Regions from separate parts of the Sus scrofa genome. Here regions 2 and 3 are each linked to region 1. A link is a contact called in public Hi-C and HiChIP or PLAC-seq data. All regions are on one chromosome and are shown on one strand. Each heading gives the region's core, a stretch centred on a gene start, on an enhancer-like site or on the middle of the called end of the contact. The rest is flanking DNA. Distances are from core to core; before and after follow the strand shown. Region 1 holds the start of TESK2 (dual specificity testis-specific protein kinase 2). Region 2 overlaps TESK2 (dual specificity testis-specific protein kinase 2). Region 3 holds the start of NASP (nuclear autoantigenic sperm protein).

Region 1 (4,950 bases), core at 1,565-4,064:
GTGTCCTTTTTTTAGATTTCACATGTAAGTGATAGCATTTGAAGTAGGTATTTCACTGTCCGACTGACTTCACTTAACATGAAGTCTTTTTTTTTTTTTTTGAAGAGCTGCACCCGAGGCATATGGAAGCTCTCAGGTTAGGGGTCGAATCGGAGCTGTAGATGCCAGCCACAGCTACACCAAATCCTTAGCCCACTGAGCAGATCCTTAAACTGTTGAGCCATGAGGGAACTCCTACACTCTGCCTTGCTTTTTGTTTTACCTTGAAACTATACCCGCATACTCATGGATACTAGTCGGGTTAGTTACTGCTAAGCCACGACAGGAACTCCCATCAACCCAATTATCTTTTTTGCCCTCTTGGTCTTGGGCTCCTGGAGAAATGCAAAATCCACGCTCCGGGGTCCCATACAAATATATATTTCTAATTCTAATTGGGCCCTAAATATGGTCAGTAGCTTTTTTTTTTTAATCCTAATCTATTCCTCTTTCATTTTCCATCGAAGATGTCCATGGCCGTAATACTCAAGCCAGAAACCCCCCAGAGTACCTTTAGTCTCCAAAGATAACTGACTTCATAAATCACTGATCACATCAAGAAAATAAGACAATCTTCCAAACTCCCTCTCCTCCTTTTGCTCCTACCACATCGTTATCCATCTTGACGTCTATCCTTCCGGTGTCAAAGAATGAAATGCCCACCATATGTCCTAAATAACATTTCCCTCAACCGACAAAACTGTTTCACCTGCAATCAAAAGAGTAACACACATGAGCCATAGTGGAAAGAACAAAGGTTTCAGAGCTACCACAGATCTTTTTTAAATTATTGCCTATAGTCTTCCCAACTGTAAAAAAGGAATCCTGATACCTAAACAAGGCTGTTGTGACCTGTAAGGCGTCTTTATGATACCTGGCATATAGTATAATCTCAACAAAGATGTTTCACTATCAGCTCTCCTTCATAACCACAGTTGTCAAAAGATGAATTTTACTCACTGCCTCACACTTGCTCTTCAATCCATCATGATCTGACTACTGCCACCATTCCCACGTCACACTATGTACAGTAGTTTTCAAAGAAAACAAGCCAACTCCTAATTATTAAATTCAGTGGTTTCTTCCCAATTCTCATTCTGTTGGTCAAACGTCATACAGCGACGATCAGCCGCGCCCTTCTTGAAACCTTCTTCCTTTGGCTTCCATCATAGTGACACTCTGTTCTAGTTCTTGTTCCAGTCTTTTAACCTCTCTTCCTCAAGGTCTGTTACCCAAATAATGATGCTCCTTCTGGTCCGTAGCCCTTTTCTTCTCTTCTTTCAGTATTACCATCCCATTCTAAGGCTTCAAATATCCCCTATATATTCTCGGTAACCCTCAAATTTATGCATTCAGTTCCAACCCTTCTCCCAATTCTCAGACCCAAATTTCTAGCGACCCACAATGAAATCTGAAAAATCCCTCAAACGAAACGTGTCCAAAACCAAATTCATTGCTTTCCCTTACAATTGCTTCCTTACGTCCCTACTTCAATTAACACCACCAGTCCCTCCCACGAGTCAAGGTAGCCATCTCCCACTAATTCCGTTTGGAAACCTCATGGAATTGCACGCCTTTCTCTTCATTTTCGCGTCCCTCTTCCCCTCTGACCTGGATTAGCACACTCCTCTCCTGCCTACCTAGGCTTTCTGCCTCCATAGTCCTCACTTCTGAATTCCTCCTCCGTTTTCGCCGGAGATAATCCACCAAACCCAACCGCTGCTTACAGAAGCGTCGATGGTTCCCCATACCTACAGAATGAAGTCCAACTCATGTGGCAAGGCTTTTTCAGAGGGAAAAGCTGAACGGTTTCTACATTCGGCAAACCCGGCTTCATGCCAGCTACCTCTGAATACTGGCTTCGTCCAGAGTGTTTAAAGCGAGGGGGACGGGCAGAGGAGGGAAGAGGAGAGACGCGGAAAAGAGGGGTAACCGGGGGGAAGTGGAACGAAAGAGCCAGGAGTGTCTGCCCGGGGGAGTATCTCTCGAGAGGAGAAGTGGATGTTTTCGAGGGAAGAGTGTGTTTGAGAAGAGTGAGGGAGTCCGGAGCTCCGAGACGGCCGAGAGAAGCTCTCCGGGTGGAGCCAGAGGTCTCGGAAACAGGAGGGAAAGACTCCCGAGTCTCCGCAGGACAGAAAGTGCCCGAGAGGAGTCCGGGACCGGGTCCCTCCTACGAAGGAACGTCTCACGGGCTCCGGGCCTCCGGGGGGAGGGGAGGGGCTGTCCTGGGGCCCGGGAGGAAGTGAAGAGAAGGGAAAGGGGTCGAAGAGGGTCCCCAGCACGGAGAGGAGGACCTCCGGCAAGAGGAGGAGTCCTGCCAGTGCGGAAGATGTGAGCGCCAGTGCTCCGGGACGTAGACGGGTAGCAGCCGCCCGCGCGGGCCGGGGTGCCCCGGGCTCGTGCCCCACGCGCTCTCCTGGCGTTACCTGAGGCGGGACTTAGCAGCCAGAGAGGGGCCTGCGCGGGTGGGAGGGGGAGGCGGAGGCAAAGGGGGAGCATAGTAGCCCTCACAGCTCGGAGGCGGCAGCGGCTCTTAGCCTGCGGAGGCGGTGGGCGTCCCTCGCGCAGAAGCCGGCGACTCGGCGGGGCCAGCGGCGGCGAAGAACGAGGAGGCTACTGCCATGACCCCGCAGTCGGGGCCGCTCCCCCGCGCCTGCTCGGCGGGGCCAGAAGGGTGATCCGGCCGGCGAGTCAAAGAGAGCGGCTGGAAGCGCCGCTGGGCTCCCCGGCCGCAAGCAGGCGACCGAAACGCCTGCCCCGCAGGGCAGGGGAGCTAGGGGCGGGGCTTCAACTGCCACACCCCTCTACTCAAGCCCTCCCACAAAGCAGCCAATCAATGGTCCATCCTTGAAAAAACGAGCTAGAGGAATTGCCCAATTAGCGTTAAGAATGCCACGTGGTATGAGGGTGGGCACAATGGGCTTTCAGAAGAGCCAATCATCAGCCGCAAGCGCCAACGCTGGCGGAGGAAGGGAACCAATAGGAAGGAAGCGGAGGTAAAAACAGAAGAGGCAGTGTGTGGGAAAGGCGGAACCAAAGAGGAGGGAATACACCTGGGGGAAACCCAAGCACCCGAGCCTCTCAGGGGGCGGGACAGTAAACACAAAATGGACCAATCAAAGTGCCAAACATATACAACCGCTTGGTAATTGATAAACCCAACAGAAAATGGATTCGACTGGAGCAGCTTTTGGGTTGGTGAACTTATAGCTGAGTAGGCAAAAGCCGTATGAATGGTGAGTTGGACAGGAGCTCAGTATAGTGGGGGCGGGGGGGGACATACATAAACAACTACTAGTGACTCGAGATAGTAAGAGCAATGGGTAGAAATGCTAAGGGAGCAAGCAATTCATCTAGACTAAGATTCGACTTGGTGAAAGCTTCGAGGAGGTAATACTTGCGCTGCCTTGAAAAGAGGAGTAGAGAATAAGAATTCTATTCAACTGCTCAACAGGCGCGTATTTCCTCATGTTCTCCATATGCCTGGACCTCAGGCACTCATTATCTCATGCCTGAGCATATTGGAACAGGACAAGAGCAGCTAAAGAAACAGTGGAGTACGGGCCCTCCTGCACCAGCACTCCCTGGGATTAGAGACCTCTTCTCTGACATCTCTAGGCTTGCCTCCTATTGGAAGGGTCTTGATAGATGAGTGGGATTTGAATTAGTTAGAGGATGGGTGATGTGCATTCCTAGTGGCACTAAAGTTTAACAGAGAGAAGTGGTAGAAAATAAAAATGGAAAGAGAAGAGGTTAAATATGGGTGTAGCCATAAGCCAAACTTGCCCTTTCTTTTTTAGGCTGTGAGAATTATCCAAGGTTAACAGTAGAGTAGCCTTAACAGGACAGTTTTAGGAAGATTGATAGTTCACTGGCTCTCTGAAAGGAGAAAAGAGATCACCAGAGCCCAGTCCCCCTGGCCCAAAGCCTTTGATATCATTCTTGCAGCAAGAAATCATGTGCTGCCACCTGGTGACAGTTTAAATTCCATTGTTCCACATTGCTATTTAATGTTTCTGTTGTTTCTGTTGAGTCCTGGTACCCTTGCAAATCTGTCTTCCACCAAGCTTGATGCAAAGTAGCTGATAAGTAGGACACTGGTAGCCTGTAGATTAAATAATGCCATTATGCATATGTATCACCTGCCAGTGAAAGACATTAAAGACAGGGGGTTCCTTGCACCTGCTTTAGCAGGAAGATGAACCTTGATGGGAAGTTTTCAGTTTTGTTTTTTTTTAACAGGTACTGTTTGATCCAGGTCTGACCTCTACCATTCCACTCTCAGCAATCTCCCTAATTGGAGTTCCCGTCGTGGCGCAGTGGTTAACGAATCCGACTAGGAACCATGAGGTTGTGGGTTCGATCCCTGCCCTTGCTCAGTGGGTTAACGATCCGGCGTTGCCGTGAGCTGTGGTGTAGGTTGCAGATGTGGCTCGGATCCTGTGTTGCTGTGGCTCTGGCGTAGGCTGGCAGCTACAGCTCCATTTAGACCCCTAGCCTGGGAACTTCCATATGCTGCGGGAGCAGCCCAAGAAATGACAAAAAAAAAAAAAAAAAAAAAAAAGCAATCTCCCTAATGCAGAAATAATCCTTGAGGATTGCTTTACAGATATTCAGATGTCAAGGACCCACTCTTCATGACCTGCCAGGGCCTTGATTGTACCCCATAACAAGTAGTTCCTGCTCTACTCACCCTAGCCTTTTATTATGCTTTTATTTCTGATAACTGTCTCCCCTTCCCAGCCAAACTGAGCTAAGAGCTGGGACCTTTACAGAAGTCCACTGCACATCTTAGCTCAGGACAAACACATACCAGGACTGGTAAGCATTATGCTCAATAAAAAGCCACTTTGTGGGTAAATGGCATTATTTTTGGCTATATTTAGCAGTGGAAGAAACCTCATGACACCT
Region 2 (4,950 bases), core at 1,483-3,982, 110 kb before region 1:
GCTCAGCGGTTAATGAATCCAACTAGGAACCATGAGGTTGCAGGTTCGATCCCTGGCCTCGCTCAGTGGGTTAAGGATCCAGCATTGCTATGAGCTGTGGTGTAGGTCACAGACGCGGCTCGGATCCCACATTGCTGTGGTTGTGGTGTAGGCTGGTGGCTACAGCTCCGATTAGTCCCCTAGCCTGGGAACCTCCATCTGCTGCAGGTGCGGCCCTAGAAAAGACCAAAAAAGAAGACAGTCCACACAGAGGGAGCAGCATATGCCAAGTTATAGGTTAAGAGCATGATGTATTCGAGATACTAGTTTACTCAATATGGCCAGAGCATGAATAGGAGAGGCAGGTGAGGCTAATACGCTTTGCTAAGATATATGGACCTTACGCTGTTTGTAGGGAACAAAAGAACCCTTGGAAGCAAAAGAGCAACATGTCCATATGTGCTTTTTAAAGAAAAGATGATTTTAGCAATGGGAAGATAGAAAGATTAGAGTGGAGAATATGGCGAGGGGAAAACAGGTTAAGAGCTGATGGCAAGAATGCCGGTGAAAGACGGATGCAGAGTTAGAGCAATCATGGAGACACTGGAACACAGCAAGATTCAAGATTTAGAGGGCAGAATCCAAAAAATCTCATCATTTGATGACTGCCTGGAGGGGGAAGGAGGGCAGTGCAAAGCTGACCTAGGCTGACTGTAGGCTCTTGGTCCCTGGGCGCTATTATTAAGGGTCCAGAGCATAGGGAGAGGAGCGAGCTTTTAGATGAGGTGATGTTAGGAGTTCCCGTCGTGGCGTGGCGCAGTGGTTAACAAATCCAACTAGGAACCATGAGGTTGTGGGTTCAATCCATGGCCTTGCTCAGTGGGTTAAGGATCCGGCGTTGCCATGAGCTGTGGTGTAGGTTGCAGACGCGGCTCGGATACCATGTTGCTGTGGCTGTGGTGTAGGCTGGCAGCTGTAGCTCTGATTCAACCCCTAGCCTGGGAACCTCCATAGGCCTCGGGTGCGGCCCTAAAAAGATAAAAAAGTAATTTGACTTCCAGCAGGCTCAAGCATATGTGAGGATTAAAAATAATAATAATAGTAGTAGTAATAAATAATAATAACAGCGGCGGCGGCAATAGCTAGTATTTATTTGGTGCTTACTTTGTGCCAGGCACTACTCGTGAGAATGTCCCAATAACTGCATCATTTAATCTTCACATAACCCTAAGGTAAGTGTGCAATTAGTCTCATTTTACAAAAGGCACTTCGAGCTTAAACAACTTGCTCAAAGTTACCCAGTTATTAAGCAGCAGAGCCAGGGCTCAAACCCAGTCTGGCTCCAGGGCTGACGCTCTACTCCTGCATTGTCCTGGAGAGTTAGAGGTTGTGGCATCTGGAGTCAGAGAACCTCATGCAGAACAGGAGTTCAACTTTTTTGCCAAGTAAATCATGAATTTATTCAAACCTTACATGACGTCTTATATCCCTCCTCCTTCCAAGGAAGAAAAAGGGGGAAATTCCTCTAAGCCTAAAATTAAGCACTTCATACCTTTTTTTAAAGGTATGATAATAATTTTACAAAAGACTAGGGAACCTAATTGGATAGAAGACAAGAAATCTGAATTTTAGTTCAATTTTGCCTCTTAGCAGCCTTTTAAAACTTTGCACGAATCAATTAATAAGGCCGCCCTTCAGTTTTCCCACCTGCAGAGTAGGTATGACAATCCTCCATCCATATGACTCACAGTGTTCTCATGGGAACTGAATGAACAGAAATATATGAAAGTGCTAAGAAAAAATGTAAATTCCACATAATCTGAGATGTTCTGATGTGGCAACATAAATACCAAAAAGCACCAATTGGGGGCAGCACAACGCAGCACTTCAGATGCTTGGATGAAGCCAATCAGGTCTGGCAGGGCAGAGAGAAAGGCTAAAAATACACCAAACTTCTCAAAAGGGAAACCTGTTGATCTGCTTCATCTTGCTCAAGAATCCATCTTTGGAAATCTCCAAACGAGGCGTAATGACGGCATTTGCACTGTGCCTTCCTCTCCTTACTCGAGTTGGGTCTGTTCATGGTTCGCATCTAAGGTGCTCGTTTGCTAAAGAGCAGCTGAGCTTGTAAATTCCAAGCTACATGGGGGCCATGAAGCTGACAGGTGATCACACGGACAAATTTCTTTAGCTCTGAGAGTGAAGAAGACATGAAGAGGCAGCGGTTCACTTCTCCGGCATGGTGACCGTGTGACACAGAAGGCCTGACTTCAGGAACCATGCAGGTTTCCCAAATGAGGGCCAGGCAGAAGAGCCTGCTGAAAGGCCTGTCTGTGCACTCTCTGCGGGCTAAGCCAGGACTCCCGATTCTGGTTCAGAGACACACGTTTACCCCGTCCAGCCATGGCTCTGAAGGCCTGAGACATCCGCAGACCAAGCCACAGGGTGGAGGGCAGAGGACCAAGGTGAGACATGGGGAGGAACCACACAGGCTGGTGAGCCTGACTTTTCCACCCAAGATGAAAAATGTACAAACCAGGACCGCAGAGGGAAACCAAGTGGAGTTTGTCGTGACAACCCATTTCTCCGGCCTGCCTTCTGTGAACAATTCTTCGGTGGGGCTGATAACCCTCTGGGCCTTCAGAAACCACAACTTCTCAGTGTCTCAAGACCTTTTTGCATGTATGAGGAAAGGAAGTTTGAGATCTGCCAACAAGGAAGATTTCTAAGTTGCTACACACGCTGTGTGCCCATTAGTCGAAATGTCCACTTCCCCATAAGCAAATCCCCATGCAGACTCAGCTGGTGTGTCCTCTGAACAAATCCCTCTGTGGGAGGCAGAGGCAAGAGCAACTGTTCGAACACTTTCAGCTTTCTGGGTTGCGGATAACAGCTGCTTTGCTTTCATTTTCTTCCACACCGCTCCCCTGGGAGCCCAAAAACAACCTAAGGCATTGGCAACACATTTAAATACCTACTAGGTTTTTATAATTTTTACTCCTGCTCTTTTAAACTTTCAAGTTCTGGAAGTTCCCTTTTGGCACAAGGATCCAGTGTTGCCCCTGCAGCTGTGGCACAGGCTGCAGCTGCAATGCAGGTTCAATCCCTGGCCCGGGAACTTCCACATGCCTTGGGTGTGGCCAAAAAAAAAAAAAAAAAAAATTCCACCAAAAAACATAGTCACCTTTCAAGTTCAGAAAACTACAATACAATATGAGCCAATCGAATGTGTTATAGGTACTTTAATCCCTCTCAGTGACTGACTGGTCCTCAGCTTTACCTGTGCCAAAACCTGTCTTTCCTCCTCGTGCTCTAATAAAATGTCAGAGTTTCTGCCATTTCATTTGTGTTTGATACTTCATTTCAATAAAGACCCTTTTCCTAGAAGGCTCAATAAACAAATGCGTCTTGGGGACCAAATATTATGCAAGAAATTACAGAGTTCCCATCGTGGCTCAGTGGTTAACGAACCCAACTAGTATCCATGAGGAGGCGGGTTCGATCCCTGGCCTCGCTCAGTGGGTTAAAGATCCAGCATTACTGTGAGCTGTGGTGTAGGTCTCAGACATGGCTCGGATCTGGCATTGCTGTGGCTGTGGTGTAGGCCGGCAGCGACAGCTCCGATTAGACCCCTAGCCTGGGAACCTCCAGATGCCACAAGTGCGGCCCTAAAAAGCAAAAAAAAAAAAAAAAAAAAAAAAAAAGAAAAAAGAAAGAGAGGATATTCTGGAGCAGCACAAGGCAGTACTGAGGTAACAGTCACTACACCCAGGGCTCCTGCTCTCAAGTCTCACTGATTCTATTCTTTTCTTTCTAATCATAACTTGACCCAATCAAAACTAGTCAGAAGAACAAGACAAAATGGTTACTTTAAAAAAAAAACAAAACAACTTTGAATTATCAATGGACTGACACCTGTAACCAAACAAACTTATCTATGAACAGTGGGTCAAAGGCATATGCAGAGAGATTAAGAAAGAAATACCAACTGTAAGAATTATTATTCCTTTTTGAAAAACAGTCTAATTAGCCTAGGGCTGGCGCACTTATCTAAGGCAGATAAATGTGCTGCCACACAACTAACGAGATCATTTGCTGCCACCTAATTAGCAGGGTTGTCCTGAAGAAGATTCATCTACCTATCCATTTACCTACCCAAACACTGAAAACCTCCCATGTGAAAACACAAAGCTACGTGGGGCAAGTCCCTGCCCTTAGTTCACAGTCTAGTCGAGGTGTCACATAATCAATTTTTTCCACTCAGGACAATAACATGATCAGATATGCTACACAGAAATATCATTCTAACGGTTATGTACAAACCACATGGAAAGGCTAAGAATTGAGGCTGGGAGAACAGTTAGGAGGGTTCTAGAATTATCAGGTGAGAAGTAACGAAGGCAGCAAGAATGGAGAGGAGGTTGGTATCTGGCGACATCGCAGAGGTAGAACCAACATGATTTGGTGTTTAATCAAAGGCATGGAATAATTAAAAGATGGAAGGTGTACAAAGTATGTGAGCACAGTGTTTAGCTCACAGTTCACAACTCACTCTGCCCACTCTCAGCATCTTATTATTATCATCCCTCCCCGGGTCATCCCATTGGCTTGCTTGCTTGCTTGCTCTTTCCTTCCTTCCTTCCTTCCTTCCTTCCTTCCTTCCTTGCTTCCTTCCTTCCTTCCTCTCTCCTCCCTCCCTCCCTTTTCTTCCTTCCTTTCTTTCTGCTTTTTAGGGCTGCACCCGCAGCATACGGAGGTTCCCAGGCTAGGAGTCGAATTGGAACTACAGCTGCTGGCCTACACCACAGCTCCAGTAACTCGGGATCCAAGCTGCGTCTGAGACCTACACGGCAGCTCACAGCACCGCGGGATCCCTGACCCACGAAGTGAAGCTATGGATCGAACCCCCATCCTCATGGATGCGAGTCAGATTCGTGTTCCACTGAGCCATAACGAAACTCCCTCCATCGG
Region 3 (4,950 bases), core at 1,298-3,797, 69 kb after region 1:
CCAGGGATCCGAACCTGCATCTTCATGGATACTAGTCAGGTTCGTTTCCACTGAGCCACAACAGGAACTCCACAAGTAAATAACTTTAGTTTTTTTTTTTTTTTTTTTTTTTGGTCTTTTGTTGTTGTTGTTGCTATTTCGTGGGCCGCTCCCGCGGCATATGGAGGTTCCCAGGCTAGGGGTTGAATCGGAGCTGTAGCCACCGGCCTACGCCAGAGCCACAGCAACGTGGGATCCGAGCCGCATCTGCAACCTACACCACAGCTCACGGCAACGCCGGATCGTTAACCCACCGAGCAAGGGCAGGGACCGAACCCGCAACCTCATGGTTCCTAGTCGGATTCGTTAACCACTGAGCCACGACGGGAACTCCAACTTTAGATTTTGATAAGTATAATGGCAAGAGATGATAGGGCTAGGCTTGGATCTGAGTGACGGTAGTAAAAACTGAACGTAGATAGATTTAAAATCCATTTTTTTGTTTGTCTTTTTGTCTTTTTAGGGCCGCACCTGCAGCATATGGAAGCACCTGGGCTAGGGGCTCAATCAGAGCTGCAGCTGCCAGCCTACACCGCAGCCACAGCCATGCCAGATCTGAGTCACATCTGTGACCTATGGAGCAGCTTGCAGCAATGCCAGATCCTTAACCCAACTGATGGAGGTCAGGGATCAAGCCCGCATCTTGATGGATACTAGTTGGGATCTTAAACCACTGACCACAGTTAAAACTCCTAAAATCCTTTTTAAAATATATATTTTAAAATAAAACTGAGTTCCTCAATGGCAGACACCATGTTTTTTGTCCTTAGAACAAAGCCATGGCTCAGTGGTTAAAGAATCCAACTAGGAACCATGAGATTGTGGGTTCAATCCCTGGCCTTGCTCGGTGAGTTAAGGATCTGGCGTTGCCCCGTGAGCTGTGGTGTAGGTCGCAGACGTGGCTCGGATCCCATGTTGCTGTGGCTATGGTATAGGCTGGCAGCTACAGCTCTGATTCAACCCTTAGCCTGGGAACCTCCATATGCTGCGGGAGCAGCCCCAGAAAAGGCAAGAGGACAAAAAACAAACAAAAAAACCAAAAAAACCCCCAAAGCCTTGTGAATCACAATTGTTCAGTGACTTTAATGAATGAGTGGGTCACACAAAGTTTTGGACTGGATTTCTCAGGCCTTACCCCTGGCTGCAAGGACTCTGGAGAGAGTGTCCTTCTCTAGAGCCCAGTGTTCCAGTACTGTGTCACCAGACTATGGTAGCCATTTAGTAAATGGTTAGCATGACACAGGCATAGTGCTGATTGTTGAAGCAAGCATTATCTCTAAGTCTCACAGTATTCTTAAAGAGTGGATACTAATATTGTCCTCATTTTATGCAGTCTTCTAAGGTTACATGACTGGGCTCAGGTAACCCAGCTAAAAACAGAGCCCACGTTTACTTGCTACAGGAATTTGCCATTTGCAGGTCTAGCTCCATATCCCCAAAGATTTCAAACTGCCTGAGTCTTGGCAGACTGGGATTCAAATCCTCCCTAGCCATCTTTCCCAGTATGTCTGAACCTGGATGGAAATGAAATTCCTGTTCTAATCGCTGTAGGCAAGGCCATGGTGGAAGGCAATGCATGACGCTCCAGGTGTGAGGAAGTACAATCAATTCAGCCTGCCAGGTATCTTCCATTCAGCCAGTTGCAGGAAACGAATCACATTACTTTCCATAAACGACTTGTCTTGCAACTTTCTGAGCAAGTCACACCTTCTCCGAACCTTGGTTTCTATTATTACCAAAGGGGTCTGATAACACCGTTGTCACTAGCAGCGTTGCTGTTAAGATTAAGGAAGACAGCTGATAGCTTTAAAGTGTCCAAGTACAGCACCCTCGCACATAAGGGACAAAAAAAAAAAAAAAAAAAAAGATAAACTGCAGCTAGGAACATACAAAAAGAGCTAGTTAGATTTGGAGTCTGGGTAGGGCCTAAGAGGATGGCATCAGCGGATTGGGCCAGCCCAAGGGGGCGGGTTCAGAGGGAGGAGCCCGCCGCGTCCTGCCTCAGCCCTGAGCTTTGAATCCAGCGCGGTAGTTTCAGCAGTGGCCAATCCTAGGACAGCTTCTTCTCGCGTCAGCTGTTGCTGAGGCTCTGAACCACGCGTCTCTTCACCCGATCAGTTCTAGCCGTTGCTGCTGTATCCGTGCTCTGCTCCTGCGTGTCCATCCGTTACGACTGAGAGGGCGGGCCGAAAGTCTCAGTTACCTCCCTGAAAATCCAGGCTAGAAAGAGACTCTCGACGACTCGCTCTAAATATGCAGAGCAGCACCAGCTTCCCCTCCTCTGGAAGCCTCTGGCCGAGGTCCAGTCAGGAGCTATAGTACCAAGATTCTCGTTCTTTTTTATACGCGACTTGCTAGAGAAGCAGGAAGTAGCTTTTTTCGAGGAAGGCGGGACAGGGACGAAAGGTACACTGCAGAACCAGTGAGGGCGGGGTATGTCCTTGGGCTGGATTGGGGCTGAGTCCTGGCCCTTTAAACTCGAGGGGGAGGGTCCGGAAGTGGATGGGCGGAGCGAAGGCCCCGGTATATAAGAGGACCCAGCCGCGCGGGGTCTCCAATCTGCCATTTTCTGTCCCCGGTTAAGTCCTAGGCTTTCCTAATTCCCTGTTTTTCTCACAGGCTCTGTTCCGTCCGCTGGTCCACCGTCTCAGGGTAACGATGGCCGCAGAGTCCACCGCTACTGCCGCCATCACCACGGAGCTGGTTTCCGCCGACAAGTAAGCTGGACGGTAGAGAGCTTGAGGCACTGGCCAGTCCGCGGAGAGGGGGTGGTGGACGGAGGCTCCGCGGGAGGGACAGACCGGAGGGTGGGAGGACGTGCCTCCCCGTGAGGCACGGTCGCTATCACCGGGAGGCCCTGACACGGGAGCAGCCCACCTCTTGCAGAGGACCGTGCTCCGCAGCAGGAACACCGGTCGCCTGGCGCCCCCTGCCCCGCATTTTGCGGCCGCCATCTTGCCGGGGGCAGCGGCGGCAGTTTCCATCGCCTGCCCCTCTCCTTCCTTCCCCGGCCCGGGGCTCTCGGCGGGGCCCCGGCGTGGCAGTGGGCCCTCACGCCCTGGTGTCCCCCCACTCCGGGGCCTCCGATAGGATCCTCAAACAACTCAGGAAAACAACCCACGGAGATTTGGCGCCAAAAAAAAAAAGGGAAAAAAAAAAAACCCTGCACGAGGAGGGAGGCCGGGCCGGTGGGTCGGAGGGGGCGGGGCCTCCCGGGGGCGGGGTCGTGCGCTCGCGAGCTCGCCGCCCTCCGCCCGCCCCGGAGCGGGGGGCGGGCCCCGGAGGAGGCGGGAAAACTCCATTGTTTGGGGCCGTGCGGCTCGCCCTGCCCCTCGGACTTCCGCGGCGGGGCGCGTGGACGCCTGTTCCCGCGGTCTCCCGGGTCGCTCTGTCCTCTTCTCCTTAGGTGGCCGTGTTCTTGGTTACTGTTTCTTTTCTGTGGCTCTTTGGGAGTTGGGAGTTCTGGCGAGGGGCTTGGCTGCTGCTGGGGGACCTTATCGGGGAGCGAAGCACCTCGTAGCTCTGCGTGGAGGTCTCCTCGCTTGCAGCGGTGTCGGGTTGCTAGGAGAATGGGCGAAGTATAATGGAAGGACTGGAGGGGTGATAGAAGACGTGAGTGCTGCGAAAGCAGCGCAGTGACACTCAGACACAGGTATTTTTCGAACAGTGAAAGAAAACTGGCTGTTTCATTCGAAGAAAAAGAATCCACATTATTATGTGGCAGAGTCTGGAGTAAACCCCAGTATTTTGTTTATTCCCTCATTATTTATCCCCCCTCCCCAAAGCTTACTTGAGAGGAAATTGCATGAAAACCTAGTTGAAGAGAACAATAAAGGCAGCATTCCTCAGTTAAGTAAGTTCCTGAGGCAATAAAGAGGTAAAGCTTTTAAGATGTTTGAGGGGGAGGGTAAAGAAAATTGGGTTTAGACTCTCTTGATGCACGTTATAATTCCAATATTAGCATTAAAAGAATAAAAACATGTATGTATAACTTCTAAAGCAGTAGAGAGGTGAAATAGAATGAGAAATAAACCTCAATTCAAAATTGGTTTTGATATTACTTTCATGGCCAAAGTATTGAGTATTGGGCTACAGTTTTGTCATCAGGAAAAAGCTTCAATTGGGTTTCTGTCCCCTCATGCCATTTCAACAAAGCTGCTAAAAGTTATCCATGATTGTATAACTGTTAAGTCAGTCCTTATCTTTATTAGCTAACTAGTTCTTAAAAGGTTTTTGTTTCTGTTATAAAAGATGAAAGTATACGGAGTTCCCATCATGGCTCAGCGGGTTAAGAATCCGCCTAGTATCTACGAGGATGCGGGTTTGATCCCTGGTCTTGCTCAGTGGGTTAAGGATCCAGTGTGAGCTGTGGTGTAGCCCTGCAGCTGTGGCTCCAATTCGACCCCTACCCCAGGAGCTTCCATATGACACACTGCAGCCCTAAAAAGTGGGGGCGGGACGACGACAAGATGAGGAAAACAGTGTGTAGTGTAGTGTGGTTAAGGAGTACATTTTATTGACACATTAAAGGAGTCCCTTTTATATGACATATTACAAAATGCGCACATGGTAAAGTTGAGTGAATTTTCACAAAGGGAAACAAAACAGGTCTAGGGAACTTAGAAACTCCATTTTAGTCACACTCCTATCAAAGGTAGCTCTCCTGTGGAGTTTCTGTCATGGCTCAGCGGTGAGCTGTGGTATGGGTTGTGGACACTGCTGAGTTGCTGTGACTGGTGTAGGCTGGCATCTATAGCTCCCATTTGACCCCTAGCCTGGAAGCTTCTGTGTGCTGCATGTGTGGCCCTAAAAAGACAAAAAAAATAGCTTTTTTGACTTAACATTACAGATTAGTTTTGTCTGTTCTTGAACTTCATAGGTACAGTATGTTCTATCTGGCCTCTTACACTC

The links. Hi-C and Micro-C count contacts between places; a contact is called where the count stands out from the background. HiChIP or PLAC-seq counts read pairs in DNA pulled down with a chosen protein or histone mark.
Region 2: an H3K27ac HiChIP or PLAC-seq map of skeletal muscle shows a contact between it and region 1, with 12 times the contacts expected there. The contact joins the enhancer-like site here to the promoter of TESK2 in region 1. A contact is called at or near these places in 3 of 5 promoter capture datasets (fetal liver, fetal skeletal muscle and liver), 34 of 47 Hi-C or Micro-C datasets (adipose tissue, alveolar macrophages, blood and 17 more) and 2 of 2 datasets of contacts at active chromatin or transcription factors (alveolar macrophages and skeletal muscle).
Region 3: a contact with region 1 is called in a Hi-C map of fetal liver, with 2.5 times the contacts expected there. The contact joins the promoter of NASP here to the promoter of TESK2 in region 1. A contact is called at or near these places in 1 of 5 promoter capture datasets (liver), 12 of 47 Hi-C or Micro-C datasets (alveolar macrophages, blood, embryonic fibroblasts and 6 more) and 2 of 2 datasets of contacts at active chromatin or transcription factors (alveolar macrophages and skeletal muscle).

The regions. Positions count from the first base shown.
Region 1 is chr6:165,872,040-165,876,989 of Sscrofa11.1, reverse strand. It overlaps TESK2 (dual specificity testis-specific protein kinase 2), which reads right to left and starts at 2,814. Exons shown (of 12, transcript XM_021096752.1): 1 at 2,466-2,814; 2 at 1,680-1,790.
Region 2 is chr6:165,979,178-165,984,127 of Sscrofa11.1, reverse strand. All of the region lies in intron 5 of TESK2 (dual specificity testis-specific protein kinase 2), which reads right to left. Among named protein-coding and RNA genes, the nearest start is that of MUTYH, 21 kb to the left of the region's middle. Within about 2 kb of position 2,732, at least 20 of the 83 cell types and tissues checked have an H3K27ac peak or open chromatin away from gene starts, as enhancers often do. A contact at or near this core is called in adipose tissue, alveolar macrophages, liver and 3 more, where this site is marked.
Region 3 is chr6:165,802,575-165,807,524 of Sscrofa11.1, reverse strand. It overlaps NASP (nuclear autoantigenic sperm protein), which reads left to right and starts at 2,547. Exons shown (of 14, transcript XM_021096741.1): 1 at 2,547-2,756. The coding sequence starts at 2,698.